Regions from separate parts of the Gossypium hirsutum genome. Here region 1 is linked to region 2. The links are chromatin contacts, called in public Hi-C maps. All regions are on one chromosome and are shown on one strand. Each heading gives the region's core, a stretch centred on a gene start, on an enhancer-like site or on the middle of the called end of the contact. The rest is flanking DNA. Distances are from core to core; before and after follow the strand shown. Region 1 has its middle 22 kb from the start of LOC107917330. Region 2 holds the start of LOC107917879 (RING-H2 finger protein ATL80).

Evidence for each region. A called contact is a pair of places that touch in the nucleus more often than the background predicts.
Region 1: a Hi-C map of fibers shows a contact between it and region 2, with 2.7 times the contacts expected there. The contact joins the enhancer-like site here to the promoter of LOC107917879 in region 2. A contact is called at or near these places in 15 of 34 Hi-C or Micro-C datasets (callus, cotyledon, fibers and 3 more).

Annotation. Positions count from the first base shown.
Region 1 is chrA01:19,421,520-19,426,863 of Gossypium_hirsutum_v2.1, reverse strand. No RefSeq gene overlaps it. Among protein-coding and RNA genes, the nearest start is that of LOC107917330, 22 kb to the left of the region's middle. Within about 2 kb of position 2,058, at least 5 of the 9 cell types and tissues checked have an H3K27ac peak or open chromatin away from gene starts, as enhancers often do. A contact at or near this core is called in cotyledon and fibers, where this site is marked.
Region 2 is chrA01:19,328,588-19,333,515 of Gossypium_hirsutum_v2.1, reverse strand. LOC107917879 (RING-H2 finger protein ATL80) reads left to right here and starts at 3,051. Exons shown (of 1, transcript XM_016847259.2): 1 at 3,051-4,069. The coding sequence starts at 3,227. The coding sequence ends at 3,796.

The DNA.
Region 1 (5,344 bases), core at 809-3,308, 94 kb before region 2:
TGACTCATCTATACAATGGGGAATAATCACCTGTAATATGGTTACAATGGCCTTGGAAATAATTTTAAACAATAAATTACAAAAACTAATTAGCAAAAAATGGGTCATATTATGGGGATTAGCCTACTTTGGAATTAATACTATATTGGTTTGATTTATGTTAGAAACTGATAAACCACTATTCAATAATGCTAAGCAAAATTTATGAACATCATCACCAATAATATGCCAATACTTTTGATAGAAGAGGGCAGACATACCATCATTACTCGGTGCCTTAGTAGGGTGCATGCTGTTAAGGCTATCAAAATCTCGTCTTATTTGAACTGTGACCGTAGGAAGCCATTCATGCCATCAATAACATGACTAGAAATGCCCGATAGGATTTGACCTGTATCTCCTTGCTCATGCGAAGTAAAGAGATCAATGAAATAATGACAAACAACTTGTTCAATTCTATTGTCATCTGTAACACCTAGCCGGTTGAGATTTTCAATATGATCAATCATTTTTATTTGTCTGTGCTGGAAACAAATTTATGAAAATAAGTCGTGCTGCAATCCCCATTACTCAACCAATTGGCCCTCGCCCATTGCTCCTAGTATCTTTCACCCTTGTCAATCTCCATATTCAAATGCATCTTGGTTACAATAAATATCTCCAGAATATTATCATCCAGGTCTGTCATATTTAATTCATCCACTCGCTTCTGTAAATTACTGAAAACCAATTTTGAAGAATGTCGCAAATTCTTGGCCTAAGCTTTTAAACTATGGCCAACAAATTTAATACGTTTGAGAACAGTACCTTTCGACACAGACCAGAGCCTCTTAACCACTCTTTAAATGAGTCCTCTACAATCTAAGTTGCTTCAAATTAAAACCTTACTACCTAGTCTCATGAAAACTGTCGATACAACCAGTATTGAGTAAAAAGGACAATGTTCAGAAATAGTATGCGCACAATGCTGCATTATAAAATTAGGGAACATTTCACACCACTCCATGTTCACCATCCCCTATGAAGTCTTTCATGAATATTAACGTAAGGAAGCTTGCCACGCTCCCATGTAAACCACTGACCGTTATAGCCCAAGTTCGAGAGTTCACATTCACCAAGTGCTAAACGGAAAGCCTCTATACTCTTTTCACTTCTTAAACTACCTCGTTGCTTTTCATAGGAGTAAGTTATTTCATTAAAGTCTTCCAGAACAAGCCATGGAAAATTATCTCTTCCAAATAAATCCCAAAGCAACTCCCAATATTGATTGCGAAGATTTCCCTTAGGACGCCCTTAGAACCCCGTAAACCTCTAACTATTACCCTTCGATTCATCTTTTACCATGACATCAATATGACTCGTTGAAAAATTGCAAAGTGAAATCTTACAACCCTATTTCCAGCATAATGATAGACCATCTCTAGTATCATCGCAACTAACTTTTATCTCATTCGCAAAGCCTCAACTTTGCCTAACCTTTTCCATTGTTGAACTTTGTAGCTTTGTTTCAATGAAAAAAGTTGCAATGGAGTTAGTCTCCCTCAGCATATACCAAAGGCGATAAATCAACTGAGGGTGCCCTAGCCTCCGAACATTTCAAATTAAGAGTTTATTACTTCTGGCTGCCCTGCGTCGCAGAACAAACCGATATCTCAAATAATTAAACATTTGACTATTTAGTAAAAGTCTTCCCTGAATCCCGAGCAGCAGAAATAAAAGAAGATGGTGTAGTTCGAGGACATTTCTTACCTTCAGCAATATCCATTGGGCGGTCCTCACCATCCGGGCCCATGTTCAGATTAACACTTGCAATTTCCCCAATATCTCTCGATTTTTTACTTCCTAGATTTACGCCTAAATTAGCTCAACATGATTAAGGAAATCAGGATTTCGAAATAATCCCTAAATATCATCCTTAGTAACTGATTTTTCCTTATCAGAAAAAGTTCCCATAATCACTGAGAAAGAAACATCACCCTCCTCACATAATCAACAACTCTTGGACACCATTGATCTTCTGAGTATGACCTTTGGTGAAATGTCCCATTATAGTGGCAATTCGTTCAGACTATGAATAATTATGATCGGACAAAAACCTTCCATATGGCCCAACCGCCCACACAAAAAGTAAAAAATAGTTAGCCTCTCATACTGGAAACGAGCACATACACAATTTTTCTGGGATAGAACAGTTTTTTTCCTGTACTTCGATGGACTTGAGATATTGATCCTAACACGAGTTCTCATATAGCCCTGAAATCCCCTACATATAGACTTCGCATTGTAGTATAGAAACTAACCAATAAAATCCCCAAACTGTTTTGCCATATCTTTAGACACTAAACTAACCAAGATATCATGTATCTAGACCCAGTAATCTACATGAAATAAAGGAGCTTGCAGTGGGTCTTCCACGTGCTTTAATAAATGAAAAACCAGTAGATGATTATTGAGCGTCCATGGGCTCCCCTTCAAGACTTTGCCAAGATCAATCTCATAATAAAACAAAAAAAATAAATCTCTTTTTGTTTAGATCTGTGATCGTTACTCCCCAAGAGGGTGCCACAGACTAACCAATGTGGTTCGCATGGCTTGAACTGAATGACACTCGTAATAAGAGAACTACCCACCACATAGAAATCTAAACTGGCCTCAGTGCCATCATCTCTCAAATTGATTTTTCGTGACTCATCTTCTCCCTCCTCAATGGAAAGTGTCGCCATCTCGCTCTCCATCGTATCAATTACCTACGCAAAATCTCAGTTCTGATTAGAAAATTGCCCAATGTAAAAAGAATGAAAAACACCAAGAAACTAAGAAAACATGCTATCAAAGTAAACTTAAAGGCATACTATCAAATCAAAGTTATAATAAATGCATTTGACTATGAATGAAAAATTACTAGTTTCTAGTGATACATGTGAATTTTCTCGTTTAATTTTTAAATTTATTTTTTAAACAATGTATTTTAACTATTGTAATTAGTTTTTTTAATTTTTATTCAAATTATTGATCATAATTAAAATATATTAATTATTAAAAATTCAAATATAGTAAGACAAATTTCAAATCATAATTAAAAAATTTATACCATATTAAAGAAAATTTAAAGGATAATATTAATGTGAAATCCAAAGTTATTAAAACTAGTACCCCAAATGATTTTTGATTCCCAATCTGACTGGACAATCCGACTTGATTCAAATAATATAGTCCAAGGCTCCTATCTATAGGCTAGCACATAGCATTTGAAATACAAAGATAAACTCGTTTAAATTTAAAAAAAAAGTCTAATTAGCTAAAAAAATCTAAATAAAATTAGGTTATTAAAAAGAAAAAGCTATCTAAGATAAATAAAAAACTAAATAAGACTAGTTTAAATTAAAAAAAAACATAATTATGTAAGATAAATAAAATGATAATAGCTAAATAAAACTAGTTTTAAAAAAAAGTTTATTTATCTAAGATAAAATTTATTTCAATTTTCCTCACACTTAGGAAATTTATTCAAAATGCTTAAATTTATGTAAGAGAAATTGTTTTGCACGACATCATAATGTTGATGGAATTCCTTTAGGTGTTGGAAATAAATTGTTGAATGAATGAATGAATTTAGTTTGTCATGCTTTGCTTCTTGTGATGGGTCCATTAGGAAAAGCCACAACTTCGCCCATAGAATTTGCATGTTACAAAATAATTGAAATAAATTGTACAAAGTAATAAAAAGCATTTTTCATCATTTCTTTTATTATATATTATGAAACATGACTGAAAATATTAATTTTAGATTAGTTTAAGTATTAAAAACTGTACTCAAATGTCTCCTAACTTATCTCTGTACTAGTCCAACTCGCCACCTCAAAACAATTAATTGAAATTGGAGATCATATGAGAAAGCTATATGCAATTATAATTAAAATGGGATGTTTTGTTTATGATAATTGTAGTGAAATTGGATGTTTTTTTATAATTAAAATTAGAGATCAAATTTTGATCTCATGCACTTGCTATGAAACCAAGCAACCATGAATGGAAATAAAATCCTCAGAAAAGTTTTCAATAACATGGGCCATTGACTCGTTTATAAACAAGTAGGAACCAATAATGTCAATTAGGACTAATATTGACCCCTTAATTATAAAGAATCAAGAAGCAATGTTATTAAGAGATCAAAATTATTTCACCTTTGGAATTGCTAAATTCATCAAAGTCAAAGTTGATAAAATCCTTTCAAATGGATTTTAATCCAAATTCAAAGTTGTTCAAAGTTACAAAACAAGGCTACATGCCTATCTAAAAGAAAAATATGGTTACAAGCCTAACTTAATAAAACATAAGCAAACGAAATATTTTTAGTTAAAAAAAAGATAATTGAAATAGTGGTCTCGCTAAAGCAAACCTCTTATCCTAATGTACTGATAATTAAAATGTCGGCATCGCTATAGTGGAGATTTGTAACACCCCTCACCTGACTCAATCATTAAGTCCAAGCTACAAGATGCGACATTCGTTGTCGGAGCAAATACAGGTAATTACACAATAAAGCAATCATTCAGACATACAATTATATGTTAAACACATTTACATTATGATACACAAGCAAATCCGAGTCTTAATTGAGCTCCCGAAAGCTCTTTTATTAACCCAAGCACGAAATATGACCAAATTGTAAAGTTTCAAAATCTCAGGACCGATGTCGTGATGTCACTTCTTCCACATCATGATGTCGCCAAAAAAATTGTCACATCGTGACCTCAGGCCACTCGGCATCACAAAGCAACTCATTGTCACTCCATCTTGCAACGAAGAAGATTGCTCATCAGGACGTCGACTCTATTTTTGGTAAAATTTGAGCCATTTGGTACTTATTTACAATATAACCTTCACATTTTGAGCTCAATTGGCTAGTTTTCCTGCATTCAAACATTCCTTACACATACCGGAACAAGTACAAATAACCATATTCACCCTCACATCACCTTATAACATCTAATGTAACGCCTCAAATTTCTTATGTCTGTTTTTGTTAAATTTTGGCACAAGTGTGTATTTGCTTCAATGGTTAAGTGTTCTGGGTGTGTGTGAAAGGTCCCAAGTTCAAGCCTTACCTTTAACAATTTTGGTTAATTTTGGAGTTAAGCTCTACCATTGTTCAGTAGGCTTATATTTAACTGTCTGTAATTCCATATCAAAAGGAGCTTGTTGGTTTGAGTGGTAAGAGATTTGGTGTGTTGGAGGTCTTGTGTTTGAATCCTTGCGTGAGCACGGGTGTTGTTTTTACTTAGTGCGTGTAAAAATTTAGGTTGAGCTGGATTTTTAAAAAGGTTAGTTGTTAGTGGGTTAG
Region 2 (4,928 bases), core at 1,802-4,301:
ATAAGCTCTCGATACCCAGATTGGTACTCCATGTACGAAAACAAATTACATGTTAGAATAGTATCATTAGAATAATATCATTAGAAAAAAAATGTCAATTAATTGCTATAACAAGTTAAATTTTATCACCTGTTTACCAATAGAAATACGTATGCTTGGTGCTTAACCGATGCTGAGAATGGCATCCAATAAAAAGCCCATGACTGCAGCAATATGAGGCATCTGCCTATATCTATGACACAAAGTTAATGATACAACATAGCCAAAACTGCGGAACCCCAACTATATGAGCGAACATTCTGCAAATCAATTAATAGTGGTAAATACATCAAATGAACCCTATTGTTGTTCGCATCCGGCATCAGTACACCCCCTATAATATGCATAATGTATGCTCGAGCTACGCACATCACCTCCTGTTCAGTGGCATTAATTGATAAATGTTCAAAATTAACTTTCAGCCATGAAAATTTCAAACTCGTAAATTTGGACTTAGCATCAATGGGCGAGACTCCTAGTAGGCTATAAATAAGGGCAGCCAGCTCAACTATCGTACTTACACTCATTACAGCACTTCTGTCAATTGGGAGGCCAAGTTGCAATGCAACATCCTCTAGAGTGACAGTGCACTCCCCACATGGAAAATGAAAAGTGTGGGTATCTGGGCGCCAACGCTCAACCAATGTGGATATTAAATCGTACAGCAAATCAAACGTCTGGATCAATGCTGCTGACTCGAATCCAGCTAACTCTAAGTATGGCATTAGTCGTTCATCCGGGGGATATCCTAAACCATTCATCCGACCTCTTAATGCGCGATATGGGCCCTGACACTATTAAATTACAGAAATAGTTATTATAACATAATTTATTTTCGTAAATGATGTAGAACCTTTTTTAAGGGAACCCATGATTAACAAATAACAATATATTATCATATTATTAACTGTGTTTGATATGTGATCATCGTTCTTAATCAATGAACCCATTGCGATACTTGCAATTTCAAAACAAATTTCGGTAATTAATTTCTAAGTTTGATGCATTTTAAATATTTATCAAAATACCTAAATTTTATATATTGCTTTTAATTACAAAAAATATCAAACAGTTTTGTACTCGTCATATTTTTTGATATACTACAATAACAAAATAAATATATCTTTTAAATTCCAACTCAAACTCCAACTCAATGGTCTCATTCACAAATCACATCTCAATGGTTTAATCTTTTACCTACATTAAAAACAAAAAATTTATATTAAAATAATAAAAATAACATGCCAATAAAAAAAATAATATAAACATAACATAAACTATCTCAACATAATAAATATGAATATTTTTATTATTATTTTAAAATGATAATAAGTAAATTGTATTGGTTTAAAATCTAATATATATATAATATCATGCCAACTTAATTATTGTCAAAAAAAAAATTTTGCATCGAAAGATTTAAAAGAAATTTCATTTATAATATTTATAAAAAAATTTAAAATAAAATTTAAAAACATAAACACTTATTCTTAATTATAAAATCTTAAAAAATTACAATATGTAAACTATTATTCCTGATTTATCTCATAAATTCCAACTTAATGGTCCCATTCACAAATTCCATATCAATGGTCTCATCTTTTACCTACATAAAAAATTAAAAAATATATATTAAAATAATCAAAATAACATGCGAAATAAATTACATAAAAAATAAATTTAATCAACCTAAAACACACATAACAAATAAATTACATAAAAAAATAACACATTCTTTACACATAACATAAATAGGGTTTTTTACTTTAATAAACATTAAAAATAACTTATGAATGAATGAAAATATAAAATAAATACAAACATACGTTAATAGCTCTTTTTAACCAAATAATATCTTACAAAAATAAAATTAAAAATTAAATCCGAATTAAATCAACAATAACAACAAAAACAAATTAACGTTTACTTATAACAAAAAAATTATTAAATAAAAAAATTATCTTTTATGATTTTTTTAAACACCAAGTCTTCTCTAAACAACAATCTCTCCTTTCCTTTTCTATTTATTTTTTTCCTTCTCTTTCTCCTTCCCTCTCTCTCTATTCGGCTTCTCTTTTTTTCTTTCTTTTTCCCCTTCCGGCTCTCTCCTTCCTCTTCTTCTCTTCTTTAAAGATTTTCTTCTCTCTTTCAGCAAAAAATAGGACATTGGGGACCTTATAATGGTCCCCAAAAATACAACTCACCGGCATGCCATCCGACACGTCCCATCGCTGACAAGCCACAGGTGTGCCGCCTGGGGAAACGGCGTGACCAGGGGTGTGCTGCCTCTCTAGTAGGCATGACCAGTGCTGCTTAGTTTTCCTATCCTTTTGTGACAGTAGGTCGGGTACGGGTCGTATTTAACCCGTATTTCTTTAGGTGCCACCTATTTAGTTGCCATTAGCAATTTTTTTAATAATTTTTTTCAGTCAAATGTATCAGTATTTTTTGGATATACCATTTTTGTACATAATTTATTTAACATACTATTTAAATAATTTATTTAATTTTTATAATACATAGGTAAAAAACCCAATAAATTCGTTCTTGGTTATTGGGGCTACATGAGGAAGTGGCTTAATTCAATTTTTGCGGTTTTTATAGGAAAAGAATTTAATTTTTATTATTAATTGATTATTTTTTACATTGATCTATGCTCCTATTTTTAAATTACATTTCTCCTCTGCTTTTTGAAATGATATTATAAACACCATTTAAGCTTCTTAGTGGACTCTCAATAGTCAACAGTCCTGTCGACCCAACCTTGAATTTTGGTAAATTTTTTTGGAAGGTTTCAGAAATGGTATAATTTGTTTTTAATTTTATAATGAATTGTTTGATTTTCATATTTTATATAATGGGTGAGTATTTCACATATTCATATTGTCTAAGTAATTTAAAAAAATAATATTTTATTCTACTTTACATTTGTATAATCTAAAAATTCGTACCAAATATTTTTATTATATAATTTATATATATCATAGTGAAGTAATTTAAATGAGCATTCACTAAGAAAAGGATAGAAGGGAAGGGAAGGGAGATTTATTATAAATCATGACATAGACGGAGAAAAAGGTTGGAACTAACACAAGACAAACGCAGTCTTTGATACATTTTAAATACGCTTGAACCAAACCCACTTCTCTCTCTCTCTCTCTCTCTCTCTCTCTCTCTCTCTCTTCACATGACTCGTCCTTTTAGGCTCCTTGGCGCCGCCAACTCCTCGGCCACTACTGAGCCGCCACCTGAACAAGCGGCAACCGTCGACTCCGACTTCGTCGTTATCCTTGCAGCTCTCCTATGTGCCCTTATTTGCGTCCTCGGTCTCATTGCTGTCGCTCGTTGCGCCTGGCTTCGCCGTCTCTCCGGTGCCTTTGCTCCCAATCCCTCTGCTTCATCCCGTCCCCCCCCTCCTGCTAACAAGGGCCTCAAGAAGAAGATCCTCAAGTCCCTCCCTAAGGCTACCTTCTCACCTGATTTCTCCGCCAAATTCTCCGACTGCGCGATATGCCTCACGGAGTTCGCCGCAGGGGACGAAATCCGGGTTCTTCCACAGTGCGGCCATGGCTTCCACGTCGTCTGCATCGACACCTGGCTGGGCTCCCATTCTTCATGCCCTTCCTGCCGTCAGATTCTGGTTGCCAGGTGCCAAAAGTGTGGGGGTTTACCCGGCCCGGGTGCTTCAACTTCCGGAACTAACACTGAGGCTAGATTGAAAGAGCGTGAAGATGATGTGAATAGATTCCTGCCCTAGCCAACCCAAGCCACCTTCTGGGTTCCTCCATTTTTTTTCTTTCTTTTCCAAGTGAAATCATGTTAGGTTAGGTTTTTCATTAGCTAATTACCACCGCCAATGATTATTATTAATACCACTACTATTCCTAATAGGAACATTTAGGTTTTGATTGATTTGAATTGTATGTAATAGTATTTGATTTGGTGTATTTATGTATGTAAAGTTGAACATAATATATATATTTGTGAAATATAATTATAGGCAGAAAATCAGAATATGAAATTCCTGTAAGACGAACTCCTCTCTGTTCCCTTTACCTGAATCATACCCACCATCAAAAAATTGCAATTTAGTAATATATAGATGTTATCTGGGCTCATCCATGATATTTTCTTCACTTGTAAAGCATGTCTTGTTCTTTGCTTTGATGTGGTCCTCCCAAGTGAATCCGGTTTCAGGCTGGGATTTGATTTAAATATATTCCGATGAAACGAGGGTTGGAAATTTTACCTGTAATAGAAATAATAAAAGGTAAAAAGGGGCATGTGATGAAGAGAAAATATTTGGAAACAGTAGGTGATAAGAGTCCATCTCTTTTGTTTTTCTTCATCACTTTTAGGCTATCTGATTAGCAAAGTATAAAGTGGGTAGCTCAACGTTAAACAAGTGGTTTATGCTTTATTTTTGGCTTTTGGGGAAGGGGGGGTCTTTTATCCTCCCCTTGTTTGGTGGCTGTGGGGCTGGGCAGGGGCATCAAGATTCTTGTTCCACCTCCACTTACTCTTCACTCACTACAGGTTAAAAAGTACCTAAAAATAAAATCATTCCTCTTGGGTTGGATATGTTATTATATTCAGCATTGAAAAAAGCTTTCACTTTCTACATGGGTTAAAAATAGGTCAAAATTAATGAAAACCCAACTTCTTCCCAAGTCCATTGGGTGCAATCCAAGAGATATGATGATGGTGAGCAAAAGGTTTCATTAATTTATTAATTCCAGGATTTAGGAAGATGGAAGGAAAGCAGGCATTTGTTTCCATTCTGAGTAAATGTAACTGATTTTGGCAACTTGTGAAATGGAATTTGTGATTGAAAGGTGGCGGTGGGGTGGGTGGTGCTAAAAATTGAATGCATCACTAACGATCATACT